Regions from separate parts of the Culex pipiens genome. Here region 1 is linked to region 2. A link is a contact called in public Hi-C data. All regions are on one chromosome and are shown on one strand. Each heading gives the region's core, a stretch centred on a gene start, on an enhancer-like site or on the middle of the called end of the contact. The rest is flanking DNA. Distances are from core to core; before and after follow the strand shown. Region 1 holds the start of LOC120413125 (protein drumstick). Region 2 holds the start of LOC120429041 (protein odd-skipped).

What was found. Hi-C and Micro-C count contacts between places; a contact is called where the count stands out from the background.
Region 1: a contact with region 2 is called in a Hi-C map of embryo, with 7 times the contacts expected there. The contact joins the promoter of LOC120413125 here to the promoter of LOC120429041 in region 2. A contact is called at or near these places in 3 of 3 Hi-C or Micro-C datasets (embryo, whole body and whole pupa).

Annotation. Positions count from the first base shown.
Region 1 is chr2:99,759,317-99,764,400 of TS_CPP_V2, reverse strand. It overlaps LOC120413125 (protein drumstick), which reads left to right and starts at 2,184. Exons shown (of 4, transcript XM_039573831.2): 1 at 2,184-3,543.
Region 2 is chr2:99,424,956-99,429,558 of TS_CPP_V2, reverse strand. It overlaps LOC120429041 (protein odd-skipped), which reads right to left and starts at 1,611. Exons shown (of 2, transcript XM_039594179.2): 1 at 1,082-1,611; 2 at 1-978. The coding sequence starts at 1,160.

The sequences.
Region 1 (5,084 bases), core at 935-3,434, 330 kb before region 2:
TAAAAGCAAATTAAAATACTCAAAATGAAACAAGAAAAACATAAAACAAGAGAAGTAAAGTTTTCCGTAGAACAAAAGTTGCTCAAAATGACCTCCTAAACACGGGAAAAAGGGTTAAGGGGAATGTTGCATTTTTTACTGAATGTATTGACTTTATGAATGTGAGGAAGGCACCAACCACCTAAAGGTGGATTAAGTAACGTTTTTCATTAAAATGTAAATACCATGGCTTGCCATTTCAATTTTTACATATTTTTTTCTGCCCCCTCTCGACTTTGGTCAGAGTCGAGGGACATAAACTTCAAAAAATATAACGGCCTAATCTGATTTTCAAACTTTTAAACAGATACCTAACTTGAAGAAGAAGAAGATACAAAATAGTTTTGTCAAGTTTACCATCCCTCTTTGAAACCATTCAATAATTTAACCAAAATTCAGATATTCCCTTTTTTACCCCACAAGGTATGTCCAATTTACTCCTATGGCATGTTTCATCGAACGTTTCTAGGTTTGGTGATAAAAAAGAGGAATTGCTAATTTTCAAGCATAAATCTCAGACATCATCCAAACAACTCCCTGACACAATAAGTATCTATTTAATTACCATGGAATCTTTGCAAAGCCTTATTTCCAAACCATCGAATATTAGAATTAAGAAAATGCCATAAGGCTTGGAAACTTTTGCAGATTTTAATACAACTACTTGAACTTTTCAAACTTTCAGTATTTTTATACTCCTAAGCAATTACTAGAACTGACACAGTCACTCACATTGGCAATTACATTTGATATCTGAAGCAAAAAACTGAACAAATTGGCTGAAATTCGAATTGCTTGAATAGTTGAAGGCTTCTCCAACATGAGCCTTTTCGTTTGCCCCGATGTCCTTGCGGATTCCAGTCTGCAGTGTTTCTCGGCAGATCTCTTGCGCATCCTTTAGTTGCGCTCGTATTTTGATTTTTATCTGCTTTCATAAAAAATCGCTTGTTTAAACTCTTCTTCTATTCTAATAAATGTTCGATTTTTAATAACATTTCTCCAACCCCATCTCTGGCAACACTTCGCATCGTCGCGTACACTGAAAGAAAGGCACACAGCAATATCACATGTTTTACACGTGAATCTGCCCCATACGGCTTAGCATGTGAATTTCATGAGCAAATCACTTGAATCAAATCATGGAGCGACCCTGACATTCCAAATGAAAAACACGTTAATTTGACGTGAAATCTCACATGAATATGCAATGAATTTGTAGTGCGATTCACATGGATTTCCATTGGAATTCATGTGTGTTAAATATTTAGTATTTTCTTCATTATTTAATTGAATTATTTCATTGTGCAAGCATAAATAAAGTTTATTGCCAAAATAGTATATTTTTTTAAAATAGTAAAAACACATACAATAAATAAAGTTTTCTTCACTGATCCTTCTTGCGCAGCGTCGGAAAGTATGATTGCGATTCCGTTTCCGCGCTGGATCCGGAGGACTTGAGGGCACTTCCTGGCGAACGTCGGAAAGCACCGCCGAAATTAAGTGTTTGTCGTCGATAATTGTTCGCCACAGCACTGCCGGATGATATTTGAGCGGATCTTCCGGACCACCGCATCAGGTGTGGATTCCAAAGCCGACCACAAGCTGGAACTTGATTTCCTGAAACAACCCAAATAGGTGAAACTTTTAAATAAAATCAAAATTTCTGAACCTTCACTAAGTCTTCTATGTTGTACTTACCAAAAACTTATTGAATCTTTAAAAATCAGAAAACTTGTATAGAAAATCGGCAAGAAGTAAAGTTTTGACCATCATCGTCCGTGGCCATCTTACTAATGAAGTTTTTTTTCGCCACACGCAATTCAAAACCAATGCATTTGAATCTCACGTGATTTTCACTTCGCAATCGCAGGAAAAGTCAAATGGGGCAAATCAAAGTGAAATTCATTTGAATCTGCCGTTAACACCATGCGAAAAAAGAGTGAAGGATTTTTTGTTAGCGATCAGCTGGCTTTAAATGATTTTCGCATCTATCTGGCAGGCAGAGCATGTGTGGATCAAAGGAAAATCATGTGAATTTAACGTGTTGATTTTTGGAGCAGCTCACGTGAAAAAGCATTTGATTTTGCTGTGTTAGATTCTTTCAGTGTAGGACTCAAGCTTCAAGCCGTACCGAAGCGTGAATCAGCCGGCGCGCGGTCGGGGATCGCGGGGCGCAACACGGATTGCGGTTTGCGCGAACGAAACGGAACATTCAGCTCTCTCTCTCTCTCTATCTCTCGCGCTGCGGACTTCTCACTCCCTTGCTCGGGCCGTCAAGAGATTCAACTCAGAAGCAACATCGGCAGCCTCGAATTTGATGGTACATATATTCAGGGGTTCCCGGAGGGTGATGTGGTAGTGGGACGGCGGCGGGACGGAGAGAGTCAAACCCCGTCAACAACCCTGCTAGCGGCAGCAGCAGCAACAGCTTCGTCGTCGTCGTCGTCGTGTATTATATAGAAGGAGATTTAATGTACGCACTGTACGGGGTCTACGGTGCTACGGGGGGCATCAATAAAGTAGCTACTAGTGTAGGTTTTCTCTTTTGGTGTAGGCTGTCTCGTTCTCGCTGGTGGGATGGGAGATTAGGCTGTCTCGCTCGCTCTCTCGCACGCTCGGTTTCGTGTATCGCGGTTAAGTACAGTAGATGTCTGCAGTTTCCAGTTCGCAGCTACTATGCCAGAAAGTCTTTTGACTTCTGTTACTAGCAAACGCTCGCAACACTCGTTCCAAGTCCAGCGTACTAAACAGGCCGTTTTTTGGTAGCCGCGTTGGCCACCTCTTCCTATACGGTATTCTCCGATCATAACTTTTAAACTTTTCGGGTTACCCGATTGACTCTCCGTCGTCGTCGTCGTTGTCGTCGTCGGCAGTTTCGTCGCTCTTGCGCGCAACCTCCTGCCCGTAGCCTGTAGCGTTCGGTCTCCGGGGCCGTCTCTCGCGCCGCGCGCCGTTGTGCTGCTTATTTCGGTGTGTATTATTGCTGCCGTGTGTTGCCTGTGCCTGCCTGCCTGCCTGGCTATTGCTCTTGGAGAGTTCGTCTCATCATCTTCATCTGCGCGCGCCACTGCAGCCGAATCAACCGAAGTTCGTCGTCGACCCCGTCGTCGTCTACCTTCAAGTGCTCAGGAAGATCAATTTAGCGTCATAATAGCGATACGCACAGAAGCGTTCGGAAGTTATATTACATCGGCGATATTATTAACTCTCACAGCTTCGCGGACCGCGCTGGAGTTCGGGAGCAGTTCGGGAATAGTCGCTTTCTCCGGTGGATGTGCTGTACCGTCAACGGAACCGTTCTAAGGAATAATCCCTGCGAGAAAATAAGTGATTTTGAATGGTTTCTCATTCGATAAAGTGACTTCAATGATACCTGGTGTCGAAGGTGAAGCGATTGTGATACACAGGAAGAGTTCCATCCAGAGTGTTCAGCTGGAAAGGTGTTTCGACGAGCGAGAGTCATCGATGCGCAACGGATCCTGTAATCAAACGTCAACAATCCTGGTAAGTTTGAACAATTTCGCAAACTCACAACCTTTTGCAAAACCACGTTTCGGTGAAACGACCCCCGATCGTAGCAGGCGTCCGACATCTTGCCGATTCGGTAACCAACTGCTGCGCAGCAGTGCCGCGAGCGCTACCGGTCTTTACACCGCCTACTTTTTATCTGCTTCTGTTCCACCAAACCTCGGCTACCGTGCGCGCTCGGGTCACCAACACACTCACATTTTCCCTCGGGGGTCCCAACTCCGACGCGGTCCGAACATTGCCGACGGCACCGGCGGCTGCAAAATCGAAGCGCCGTCGGCGCTTTCAAATTGACACTCACTCAACTGGGTCGTTTCACCGAAAACGTCAAATTTTGGCGAAGGGCGCGTGGCTACCGGTTTTTGCGCCGCCCTTTTTTGTCCGTTTACGCTTTGACCGGGTCTCGAACCCCCGAGTGGCGGCGGAAACCCGTTTTCATAATTAGACGCCGCGCACGCACGCACACAGAAGCCCCCTCCGATCGTTGATGGCCGGCTACCGGTGTTACGCGCGCGCATGTGTGCACAGTAGCCACGTTTTGCTCTTTCTCTCGCGGGCTCCTTTTCTCTTTTGCTACCGTTTTTTGTTATTCGCGTTTGCCGGGCGAAGGCGCGGATTGGTCGAAACGGGAGCCCGGGCGTGTGTGTGTGTGAGAATGAGCGTTTTGAAAGGTTGATTGGGAGAAAGAAATGGCTACCGGGCTTTTGTTTGGGGTGGGGAGAAAGGTTTTTGATTGGATGCGAATGAAGAGCGGAATGAATAATGCAACACAATTTAAAGTAAGAAATATTGTTAAATGAAACATGCCTGCTCATTTCAATTTGTTTTAATGGAAATGTTTCAAAAAGTAATTTGTATTGTGCTTTCTGACATTTACATTTCAACACTGAAATAAAAAAAGGACCAAATTCCTAAATTCTAGGAACATTGGCTCCTTTCCTTATTTAGTAATTGGGTTTTTTGGATTTCTTTATAAGAAAAGGAGGAAAAATTCCTATAATTTAGGAATTTGGTACTTTTTTTTTATTTCAGTGAACAAATTGAAATTGAAAATACAGTGGACTCTCTCGTTGTCGATATTGAAGGGACCGTCGAGAGCGGGAGTTATCAAATTATAGAACGAAAAATCAAAGCAATCTATTTGAAGGGACTGAAAAATGTATTGACAGCTGGAGCAATATTGATATCTAGAAGATCGACAGCCAGAGAGTCCACTGTATTATAAATCTTCCAGAAAACAGATATTGCGATAAATATGTAGAATTCAGGTCTGGATAATTGTCAATCCTTAAAAGTTGATTGAATGGTCGTACACCCAAAATTCAGAATCGAGATAATCGTTCTCTCAAAATTTATTGAGGGCTCAGTGCCAAAATCGATAGAATAATGGTACCAACTCACACCATCATAACAAATGAGTTCATTCGTTAGTTGAATCAATAAATCTCCAACAAGTGTCATACATCGACTTCTGACTTCTCCTTGGTCACCAAGCTGTGGTGGCCGAGGCAGCTAAG
Region 2 (4,603 bases), core at 362-2,861:
CCTCGGAGATGGCGTGGCTTTGCATGTGGGTTTTGAGGTTGGCGCGCTGGTTGAAGGTCCGGTTGCAGATGTTGCACTTGTGGGGCGCTTCCTCGAGGTGGGTGATCTTGTGAACGGCCAGGGTGCGCGACTGGCAGAATCCCTTGCCGCAGTCGGAACACTTGAAGGGCTTCTCTTTGGAGTGGATGTAACGGTGGTCGCGGAGATGGTCCTGCCGGCGGAACGACTTGCCGCAGATGTCACACGAGTAGGGCCGCTCGTCGGTGTGGGTGCGCTCGTGGATGAGCAGGTTGTAGGACTTGGTGAAGTGCCGGTTGCAGTACTTGCAGATGAACTGCTTCTTTGGGCGGGAGCTGCCGTGACCGGTGGGTTTGATTGGGCCAGGGCGACCGAGGCCTGGGAGTCGGGCGGCAAGTTCCGTCGGGTAAGCTCCCTGGTGCTGGAAGTGGAGTCGGTGGATGGCGGCGTTGCGGATCCACTGCTGCATGAGGGCGTGGGGGTGGTGGGCGGCAACGGCGGGGAGTTGGCCGTAAGCCGGCAGCGGATAACCGGTTTGCTGGAGGTGTTGCTGAGCTGCGGCCGCTGCCTGGGTTTGGAGCCAGAGGCGGTGCTGCTGCTGCTGAACCTGCTGCTGGCTATGGTGGTTGTGGTGTTGTTGTTGCTGCTGTTGTTGTTGTTGATGGTAGAGGAAGGCCTCCATCGAAGCGACGGCTGGGGCTGCTGACTGAGGCTGCTGCTGCTGCTGGGGGAAGAAGCCCTCCTGGTGGTGGGGAGCATGCTGTGGTGGCATGTGCTGAGCCGCCGGTGGAGACCGGTTTGCCTGTTCCATCTCGTACTGGTACTGGTGACGCGATGTGATCACGGCCGGCGTTGTGTTAATACTGCTCTCTTCGGTGGGAGTGTGTGGCGGGGTTAGGATCGGCGATACCGCCGAGCGGGGCTCCTGCTTGATGACGGCCAGAAGCTCTGGGGGGAAATCTGAGGAAGGAAAGAGAGGGGGAAAACGCTCAATTAGACTCCGAGAACATTGCGGATTGCACGACTGAAACGGCTCAAGTTTCAACACTGGATCGATCCTTACCTGGTGATCTTGCTTTCAACTCTTCGATGCTGATATCACTGCAGGACGACGAAGTCGATGCGGACGAGTTGAGAGACATCTCTGCTAGGTTTTGAAAAAAACACGTTTCACGATGGCACTGCTGCTGCTGCTGCTACTCCAAATGAGACTTCATTCACTATCACTCTAGCCAAGTCGGACAGTCACTGATAACCTCAAGTTCGTTGCTATTATTTTTGTATTCTTGTTTTATTACAGCCGATGTAGCTCGCACACTCAATCAACGGAAGCACTGCTCACTGTTCCGAAGCTGTAACATAACTAAAACTGCTGCTGCGATATCCTTTGCACGTTATCCTTTTCGTCCCATACGACGACGACGACGATCTCCAGCTATGTGTATATAGACGATAAACACGCTCACAACCGTACACACTGTATCGATGTATTTATGTGGTGCAACGACGTCCAGCCAAAAAAAAACACGTTCGTTTCACGACGGACTCTCTACACTTCTACTTTTTTGGCATAGAGCTACGAAACTAGATGTTTAGACAACAAGTTGTCGGTACAAACTGATTTGCTACTAACGAAACTTCCAGGGAAGTCACTTCTGTGCATGGAGAGCAAGAGAGGGCTCGGGTGCGTGAGAGAGTGTGCGAGAAAGAGAGCGCGCCCGGCATTGCGCGAGTGCGAGCGAGAAGGCTTGCACTGGCAGTAGTGGTAGTGGTGGGGATAAACGTTGACGCCCACCGTTGACCGTCCAATGGCCGGGTTCCCTTTCAGTGTCGCCGTCGGCTGACAAAAGAGACTCTCACAATACAGCCCAGCAACGTCATTGTGCATAGATTGCTTGCGCCGCGCACGGCGGCCGACGGAAAGGGACGCTCGACGCCCGTCACTCTCACTCTCTCTCGTGCCCTAACTTGGCCCTTTTGTCACTTGCGCGCTGGTAGTGGTACAGTGCTACTCCTGTTGCAGCAGCAGATCCTCCGTTCGGCAGCTTCTCGGCGGCAGGAGCTGCCGGTGCTGCCGTACTTCTTCTGTATTTTAACATTTTTTTTATTGTCACTCACACACACGTACGTACGAATAAGCAGACAGGTACGGTGAGGGCACACACGTGGCGCGCGCGCTCCTCCACACGAGAGAAGAGCGAGGTTCGTCCTGGACAGGGGACTCGTTTTTACAACCCTGCCCGGATGAGATCGGGGGTTGGGAAATAAAATGGAATAAAAAATGTCCCGGGAACAAAGGGATGTAATCGTTTATTGAATTAAGCTGTAGCAAAGTTTGGAGGAGAAAAAAAATATATGTGGAAAGTCTGCCAATAATAGCTGACTGACTTTTGGCCCCGGGCGGCTACTGGGAATTGATTGAGGGTTCGTTTTGTACCTGTTTGATAAGTTAATTGATTTTTTACAAGAATAAATTGACTTAATGATGATTTTGCATTCAAAGCATTAAAAAAACCTTTGTTTAAAAAAACATCAACTTCACTACCATTCAAAATCAATAAAGCTCTTATTCTACCTTAGTCCTTATATTCTGTAATATATTAACTGTGGATTCTCAATATTCTTTTTACAACTGCAACTTGCACAACTATTGTTTTTGACAATAATTTATACTAAAAAGCAGCAAACATTTATGGTTAAAATATGCGTGTTAGCAGAATGCATTACCAAAAATACTAAAAATACCTTGTCTCTTCTAAATATTCATTAACGTTTCTAAAGTTTTATTTTGAAAAGGTCCTATAAGTCCTATACTGTTTACAGGACCGTTAACACAAAAAACTATAGATTTGTTACAGATAAACATTTTTATTATATTTAAAAATAATATAATATTTAATTAATTCCTAAGAAAGCCAATTTTCCAACCTGCAAATAACAAATGCGAAAAATGCATTCCGTTATGAAATTACTTACTTTTTCTTTCATTCTGTAATGAAGAAATGAGCATCTTATCATCACCATAAATAACATTGCTAATCAAATCATCAGACCACAAATTTGAGTACTAAGAAGTTCAACTATTGGCCCCCAAAATATACTTATAATTGGTAAATTGTAGTATGAATTGTTTACTTTTTGTTTTGTTTTTGTTTTGATATTTTTATTCAAGTTTTTAGCAAATTCAAACTAACAATATCTATCTCGAAGGTTATTTTGTAACTGTTTTCCCTCAGTAGATTTGCTCGATTCTTTAAGTACCCGCAAACTCTGTTCCCAACTTTAAAATTAATCAGCTGTTGAAAGGTAGTCCACATCTCAGCTTAGGATAGAACGTCACACAAGTAATACTTAAACAATGAAATAAATGAAATGAAAACTCACAATAGTTTTAAAATTGAGAATATGCAGAATAGTATATTGAAAACGGTAATCTTATGTCATCAAACCTTCCAGATTATAACTTTTTTTCTGTGTAGAACACAAAATTATGAGAAAAAAATAAATACTGTTTTATTTATGAGAGCATTAAAGATTCTGAAAGTATGTAAAATGTCAGAGATCGATTAAAAATAAAATATTTTTGCTGAAAAATATTTTTACAAAAACTTCAAAACTTTAATTGAATAAAAAGTCTAATCATCTGGAAACAATTTAAAGTGCAGTTTCCTGCTATCCTGCATTGACAATCATAAATAGCGTGTTTGGGTTTGTTTGAAAATATTTCGTTTTTTTGTGAAATTCCAAAGAGATTTTTTTTCCACGAAAAAAAAAGTCAAAACATAGATATTTTGGAAACGAATGATTGCAAAATTTTGTTTTTTTTTTGCCCCCAAATTTTTCGAGCCAATGGTGAAAGTGGGAAAAGTAACATAAACTTTGAAAAATATTTGAAACAACCTTAATATGTCTTCATAAACTTTGTTTTGTATTCTCTTGACGTTTGTTTGTATAGTTTTGCCTAGCTTATATTTTTATTTCAAAAAGTTTTTAAAAGTTTTTTCAACAAAAAAAAACTAACTGTTTCCAATAGTGCTTAAAAAAAAGCTTCGTTGAAAATTTCAGCCAAAAAGTAAGCAAATTGTATTTTAACGTCGAATTGGCCAATATTTAGGTTACTTTCTATGTTTCATTTGTAAATATCACAATTAAATATGTGTTCCGCTGTTTATAAAGTTATATTTATTTGATGTAAAAAAATCAAGTATGAACAAATTTATTAGAAAATATTTTGTTTATAAAAAAATATCAAGTTTGTAACATGAATAAAAAATATCCAAAATTTACTAAGAAACATGTTTGACCAATAAATTGGAAGATATATTTAATTAAAAAAAAAATAAGGTGCACAGCAACCATTATTCCAAAATTATCAACCTTCAGACCCAATCCTGCAACAATCTTATTGTAAAAATTATCAAACTTAGTTAAAATTTATTTTGTAAGTGCTTTAGCGAATCAACCAAAAATAACATCGATATTTCCAGTAGTTTAAAGATAATAAAATGTCTGTAACAAAAAATTTGGTCGAAAAGCTTTGGTAGATATGCACCGTTAAAACTTGTAACTTGAAAACGAATTTTTA